Regions from separate parts of the Mus musculus genome. Here region 1 is linked to region 2. A link is a contact called in public Micro-C data. All regions are on one chromosome and are shown on one strand. The core of a region is the stretch at or near the end of the contact, and the rest is flanking DNA. Distances in the headings are between cores, read along the strand shown. Region 1 holds the start of Thbd (thrombomodulin). Region 2 holds the start of AI646519 (expressed sequence AI646519).

Region 1 (3,350 bases), core at 91-2,590, 1.0 Mb after region 2:
GATCCAGAAGCTCCACGCACTCTCCATCCACCAACTCATAGCCATCATAGCAGAAGCATTCGAAGCCGCCCTTGGTGTTAACACAGAGCTGGGGACATGGATTGGGCCCCTGCTTACAGTCATCCACGTCCTCACACCGGTGTCCGTCTGCAGCCAACTGGTAGCCTGTCTCACACATACAGGAGTAAGAGCCTGGCACTTCAGCGTTGCTGACACAAAAATGCTCGCAGAGTTCGTTGCACGATTGAACCACAGGTCTTGCACACGAACGTCCATCGGCCTGCAGGTCCATGTCTCTGGGGCAGAGGCATCTGGGTTCATTCGTGCTCCTATTGCACAAGTACTCACAGCCACCATTCTCCACGCTGCAATTCCAGGCTCCTGTCGCTTCCCAAGCCCAGTGTCCCTCTGAAGTTCCGGGCGGGGCCCTGCACACCAGCTCCAAGCCAAGGGGCTCCACCGCGGCGGAACTGCCTACCGGCAGCGTTTGAAAGTCCGCACCACTGACCCCGAACGGGGTGTTGTAGGTACTAGAGATGTGGGCAGCCTCAGGATCGCGAGTATTCACCGTCAGAGGCCTGCAGGAAGCTGTGAAGTAAAACTCACAGAGGAAACCCTGGGTCTCAGTCTCGCATGGCTTCTCTTCCCAGGCCGGCTCGCCGGGTGCAGCTTCAGTTGCTGTCGAGACCGTGACGCACAGAGGGCCGCAGAGTGGAGCCGTCTGGTCGTTGGGCCGCGCCCACCTGCTGTAACTGGTGTGGTTATCGCCAGTAACCCACTGGAAGCCGCGCAGGGGCCCGAGATGCACCGGGTCGTCACAGCCCTGCGGGAGCTGTAAACCGATCCAGGGCCCTAAATCCATACTGCTCTGGCTCAGCAGAAGGGAGATGACATCGGCAGCCACTGAGGAGCGCACTGTCATCAAATGTCCTTGCAGGCGCTGGCAGGCCTGGCTGGCATCGAGGAAGGTCGCGGGGCCCTGGAAAAGCGCGAAGCACTCATGCTCCACGCATTGACTGCCTGTGGGCTGCAGCTTGGCTAGTGCGGAGAGCCCCAGGCTAGCTGGAGCCAGCACACCCAGAAAGAAAATCCCAAGCATGCTGTCCAGGGGTGCACCGTGCAAGTTCCGAGAAAAGCTAGCCCTGCGCTGGTGCAGACACCCAGTCCAGGCAGAGGGGTTTCCGTATGCCTGCGGCGACAGCAGCTAGCCTCTATCACAACCTAGACGTTTCTAGCCCAGGCTCCTAGTCCCTGCGAGGCAGCCTCTAACATGCCACTCCGCTGAAGCTCCAGTTTATAAATGCGCGGCCCTCCCTCTTTGCACGTTCGGGAAAAGGAAGGAAGTGCCTGGTGGGAAGGGCTGATGCTGCGTTCTCGGATTACTGGGTTCTCCGGACGCCTTGCGCCCGCCCTCCAGCCTGGGATCACCTCTGCGCGATGAGTTAAAAAGTCTGTCTGGGCGTTGGGAGGCCCTCGGGCGTGGCCTGCAGGCGCCACCACAGAACAGAACTGTGTCAGCAAGACGACAGTTCCTGCCCCAGACTCTCCGGTATAGCCCGCGGGTAGCCTGTGTTTAAACCTCTACACACGTACACACACTCAGACGCGAACACACACACACTCACACTCACACTTCCACATAGATGCTACCAAAGTTTGGAAGATGGTCCGGTTGGTGGGGCAGGGAAAAGAAAAGTCCAGTAGAGGTGTGTCTGAGACTTGCAAGACTCTGAAAAAGGTGAGCTAAATGCAAGGCAGGAACTCAGGAAGCCTGGCTGCATTGACAATCGGAGGTTTAGGTCCCAAATGACCTTGGAGGAGGCCAGGGGAAACAATACTAGGGCAGCAAGAGGAGAGAGTGGTCTAATAACCCCAAACCCTTCTCCAGTCTCCATTCCTCTCCTGTTCTGAGCAGGCATCTCCAAGGCCAGACCCTATCTAGTTGCTTGAGAACATCGTGCAAGTTTTGTCTGGGCTCAGAGATCATGGCCCCCTTTCCCAGTTCAATTCCTGCAGAATCCTCTGGGGAAGGTGTGTTGCGTTCCTTTGTTCTGGTTTGTTTTGTTTTCCTCCAAGCCTATCTCAGACCCCTCAATGAAACTGGCCCCGGGGTGGGGAGGGGGGGAGGGGGCTTTGCAAGGAGACTGTATGAGCTACAATAGAGCCTACTTGGTTCCTTTTGACGTGATCATTTCCATCGTCATTTGAGAGTCTCAAAAGATAGAGGTGCCTACACAATCCGTTTGCTCACAAAGGGCATTGAAGAGGAGTGTCTTGTGGGCAGCTGGGAGGGGAGGAAGGGAATCTGTCACTTAAGACTTTTAGATGCTAAGCACTCACCAAGAATGTGGAGGGCTGTGTTCAAATCAAAGCTTAGCCACCTCCTCCCCACCTCTCTCATCTGCCTATTCCCCAAGCGTGCGCGTCATCACACACACACACACACACACACACACACACACACACACACACCAAGAGGACCCTGCACTCCGTGGCAGTCACTTCCACCCCACTGCCAGGAGGCGGTGCTGTTGAACTCTAGACCAATCCAAGGACAGTAGAGCATTACTTACTACAACTGCTACGGAGCAGCTCAGACTGCCTGGAGCAAAGCTGAAGGTTAGGAAATTCGTCTGTGGGAAGCCTCGCGAAGTTCCCATGGCTTACAAATGAATAGCTTCTCTGGTTCAGTACAGCTCGGACTTTAGATGAGAACAGAAGGCTGCGGTGTCCTCACGTGGAGAAAAACATTCACAGAGGGACGCGTGGCCAAGAGGGTGAAATGAGGCAGGCAGATTTCTGAGTTCGAGGCCAGCCTGGTCTACAAAGTGAGCTCCAGGACAGCCAGGGCTATACAGAGAAACCCTGTCTCAAAAAAACCAAAAAAAAAAAAAAAAAAAAAAAAAAAAAAAAAAAAAAAAGAGGGTGAAATGAAAGCACTGAAATTGTAAAAAGAAGCAGGTGGAACATCCTCCATCTGCTTGCCCATGTGGGACTCTGTCTCTGTCAAGCCAGAGCTGGGACCTGTAGAGTCCACCACCCCCTTGACTGACGTTGTCTTTATTGGGTCAAAGCTGCCTCAGCTCTCCAGGAAAGAAAACTCCAGAGGGAATGGGAATAAATATAGCAATGCCTGGGTCCTAGGAAAGAGAGAAGAATGACTAGGGGTTGGACAAGGGGATAGCCTCTAGAGAAGGGGGCAGCTTTCTTATGTGGGATGGGACCTCCAGGGGCACTGTTCCAGAGTAGGGGCATCCCCTAGGTAGAAGACAACAGGGCATGGACCAGAGGCACTGTCTGCAGAGTGTGAACTGGTGGGATTATTCAGTGCTGTGAGAGCATGGAATTAA
Region 2 (3,604 bases), core at 137-2,636:
CCTTAAAGAGTAAAGTAGGCTCTTCTTACACAAAGTCCGTTGCGTAGTCTGTCCTTACACAGAATCCTTACACAAAGTACTCTGAAGTTTGCATTGCTTAAAAAAAAAAAGGACAAAACAAACCAGCACACGAATTTTAAAAGAAAAGAGATCGTTTGTTTGACTTTAATTTCAAACCATGTAACGCACTTCTCAGTGTTCATGAAACAACGAAAGTGCAAGGCCTGAGTCAGGAGAGACTGGAGCAGCGAAACCCAGTTCTACCAGTCCCCGGCTGCTGGAAAACCGACGCAGGCTACTTCAGAGCTGCTCTGCGAAAGCGGCGTGTTTGCTCCTACTCTGGGTTCCTTCCCGGCAGAATCAAGCCGCGCACCTGCGGGTCCAGAGTGGAACTTGCTTCTGCTTGTTTAGTTTATTGCTGGAGACCTGAAATGTGTGAGTCCCGGGGAACAGTCAGCCCGTTGCACGCTTCGTTTGCACCCAAATAACTTCCCCCGCACCACCATCCCATCAAAAATCAAGATGGTGCAGAGAAGTGAAGCTTGGAGATTGACTCATTCAGCCTGAACATTAGGGTCCTCCATTCACGGCTCTGGTGACTCTCTGGCTCTTAGCGACTTTCTCCGCTCCCAGCCTCCAGTCCCCAGAAAGACTCGCTTCTCTTTTAACCTCCTCTTTAACTTCCAACGCCTATGAAGCTTGCCTCACCTTCTTTCTCTGCCCTGGGATACCTGAGCCAGGAACCCTTAGAGACCCTCACCTTAGTCCTCTGGCCCTGTGAGCTTTCAGCACAGGGCGGACCAGGCTTTCGCTGTGTGAGGTTCTCCAGCCCGGGAACTTCCACGTTCCTGGAAACCACTACTCGCTCACTTGGTTGCACGCCGGGCTTAGCGCATGCAATACTATTTTATCAAACCAAAAGTGAAGTATACGAGCTTTCTTACCTTTGCGTGCGCCTCATGGACCATTAGCTGCTCCAGAGCGGTGGAGATAACCAAGCCGCAGCCCGGAAAGTTGAAGAGACACTTTGCCTTCTGCACTCCAACCTTTGCGCCACCTCATCCAGCCAGCTGCGCGGGAACCTGCGCAGCCAAGCCGGGACCGGACCCGACAGGGGGCGACAAACTGTAAGGTTTTTCTGAAGCCTAGACCTGCTGACCACTGTGTGGTCGAGCAGGCACGCAGCTGGCTGTTGAGGAGGGAACATGGTGATGGGGAAGCCTGGCAGGTTCAGTTATTCCAGAGAGCCTGCCGCCACAAGTGCAAATCTCCTAAGTCGCTCCTCCACCTTCTCCTCTCCTGGATCACCAGTGGGCCTTCCTCTAGAGAGTTTGGTGCTGTCTGGACCGAGCTTCTTGCAGAGGAAGCGGCAGACTGAGCAAAGGATAGTTTCATTGAAACAGCTCTCTGTGGCATAGCTAACTTTAGCTACTCTTTGAGCTGGCTTACCGACCCCCCTCCTCCAGCCCTTCAGCCTTTAGCTAGCTACTTTGATGCATTTTTGGGTTAAGGGATAGAAGCTGTTTTTCACACCTAGCGGAGTCAGATGGCAAAGGATCGCACATTTCTTAATATTCCTTGCCTGACTAGAAATCCTGGAAATGAATCTCTAGATTAAAGGCTCTCAAATACCAAATGATCTGAAAAGAATTGAAAGAGAGAAGCCTCAAGGAACTGCCCCCCCCAAGTGCATTCATTCTCTGCTCCTTGCGCTCTCCGCAGCCCCCCACCCCCACCCCACCGAAAGCTCCTACACCTAGCATGCCCACCTTAAATCTATGTTGTTCTCTAGGTCTTTACCGGAAGGCTGCCCTGTTCTAATGGGCCTGGTGTTCCGTGTGTTTACTGTTCTCACTGGGGGGTTGGGGCACCTTCAAGGGTGCACGGGTCCCCCAGACCTCTTCCACATCCCAGCAACCTCTCTGAAACTCTTAGAGCTTGAGCTAGCACTATGTTTATGGGCGGCCAGACAGAGATACCTCTTCTTTCGAATCTCCCAGTTCTCTTTCACAGTTCCCTTCACACCAATCCCAGACTACTGGGTGTTGTACAGTTTCCCTGGAGAGCCAGGAATTTATGGTAAAGGTCCTTCTGACACACATTTGCATGGGTTGAATGCGGTCCATCAAAGTTCCCCTCCCCCAGAAAAGGGAGAAAAGTGGTCAGGGCTTCCAGCGAGGCTCCTGAAGCTATGCTGACAGAGTCAACCTGCAGGAGCCTTTAACAACATCACTGCCCTTGAACACTGAGCAGTCTCCAGGCTGCTCTGAAGAGCTAGAGATGGAGGGATGTGTGTTGGTGAGGAGAGGCATTTTCTTGATTCCTGAGGGGTGGTTTGAACTCCATGGAAGGTCCAGGATTGTGGCTGTTTCCTGGGGTTCCATCAGGCTATTTTGTGACTAGCCCCAAAGCTCTTGGTGTCTACTTGTCTCACCTGGGAATTCCCAGGTCTTGCTCTGCTGGCACGGCATGAGGTGCAGAACTCCATGACCAGCTCATTGCTTCCTTCGGGATTGCTGCCTTTATGAAGGCCAGCTTGGAGGCCCAGCACTGTGCATGGATATGAATTAGAAGAGTTGATTTTTAATACCAGAGCTGAAGGGTCATTTAGCAGAGACCTCTGGAAGACTACTGGTGCCAGGGAATGTCTAGGCCAGACGGATGAGGAAGTGTGTGTGTGTGTGTGTGTGTGTGTGTGTGTGTGTGTGTGTGTGTGGAGTGCGGGCAGGATCTCCTGGCCTGTCTGAAAGAGACTGTCTGGATCTGGAACAGGAGCTCAGCAACCATTATGGTTTTTTGAAGATTGCCCGATTGTTGGGGACAGGAAGCAGCAAGTCTGCCTTTCCTGCTTGTTCCTTGTGTCACTTACTGGAGAGGAATGAGTTCTGGTGGGTGGGCTTTGTCATTCGAGGCAGAACCTGGAATGCTGTGCTCCTTTCGGGTCACTGAAATCACCTCATGTTACTCCAAAGGCACTCCTGTTATGAGTACAGGATGGACAACCATGAGAAATGGGATCTGGGAGAGTCCGCTCCATAAGCCACTGTGGACCACCCTTCCTCGATGCCCCTTCCAAGCTGGACCTCTTTCTTTTCATCTTGGTGGTTCCCCAGGTTCTGTATCCACCTGACCTGTCTCTTCTCCTCAGGGCAGCAGGTGGTGGAGATAGCCACATGCTAAAACACCGTGCCAGGATCAACTTCTACCTTCCAACGGGTTATTAGTAATGGCGGTGGAGGTGATTGTTAATGTATGATCAACTTGAGATGACTCCCCTACCTTTCCTGAAGTAGGTTAGGAAGGCCATAAAAAGCAACAAAGATTGGATGATCCCAGGATCTGGCTTAGGTTTAGGGTGGTGTATATTCCTGGTGTGTATGTGGGTGGGGTGGGGTGTGTGTGTGTGTGGGGGGGGGTAAGGGTTCCGGAGAGGGTAAGAGAAAGGCGGAGGGGGGAAGCCAAGAACTAGGAGGAGGGGTAGAGTTTCTGGGCGGGGAGGGGGACGCCAGGCTCGGTGACGGGAACCAATGAGCTGCCAATTCGTGAGTCTCCAGCGTGACTGTAGAGATTGACGTGGAGGACACGTCAAATTGATTCTCGCACC

What was found. A called contact is a pair of places that touch in the nucleus more often than the background predicts.
Region 1: a contact with region 2 is called in a Micro-C map of embryonic stem cells, with 2.9 times the contacts expected there. The contact joins the promoter of Thbd here to the promoter of AI646519 in region 2. A contact is called at or near these places in 1 of 39 promoter capture datasets (embryonic stem cells), 6 of 484 Hi-C or Micro-C datasets (embryonic stem cells and nephron progenitors) and 1 of 9 other capture datasets (embryonic stem cells).

What each region holds. Positions count from the first base shown.
Region 1 is chr2:148,406,848-148,410,197 of GRCm38.p6, forward strand. Thbd (thrombomodulin) reads right to left here and starts at 1,341. Exons shown (of 1, transcript NM_009378.3): 1 at 1-1,341. The coding sequence starts at 1,099.
Region 2 is chr2:147,361,407-147,365,010 of GRCm38.p6, forward strand. It overlaps AI646519 (expressed sequence AI646519), which reads right to left and starts at 1,387. Exons shown (of 2, transcript NR_040330.1): 1 at 945-1,387; 2 at 135-426. It overlaps Pax1 (paired box 1), which reads left to right and starts at 3,588. Exons shown (of 5, transcript NM_008780.2): 1 at 3,588-3,604.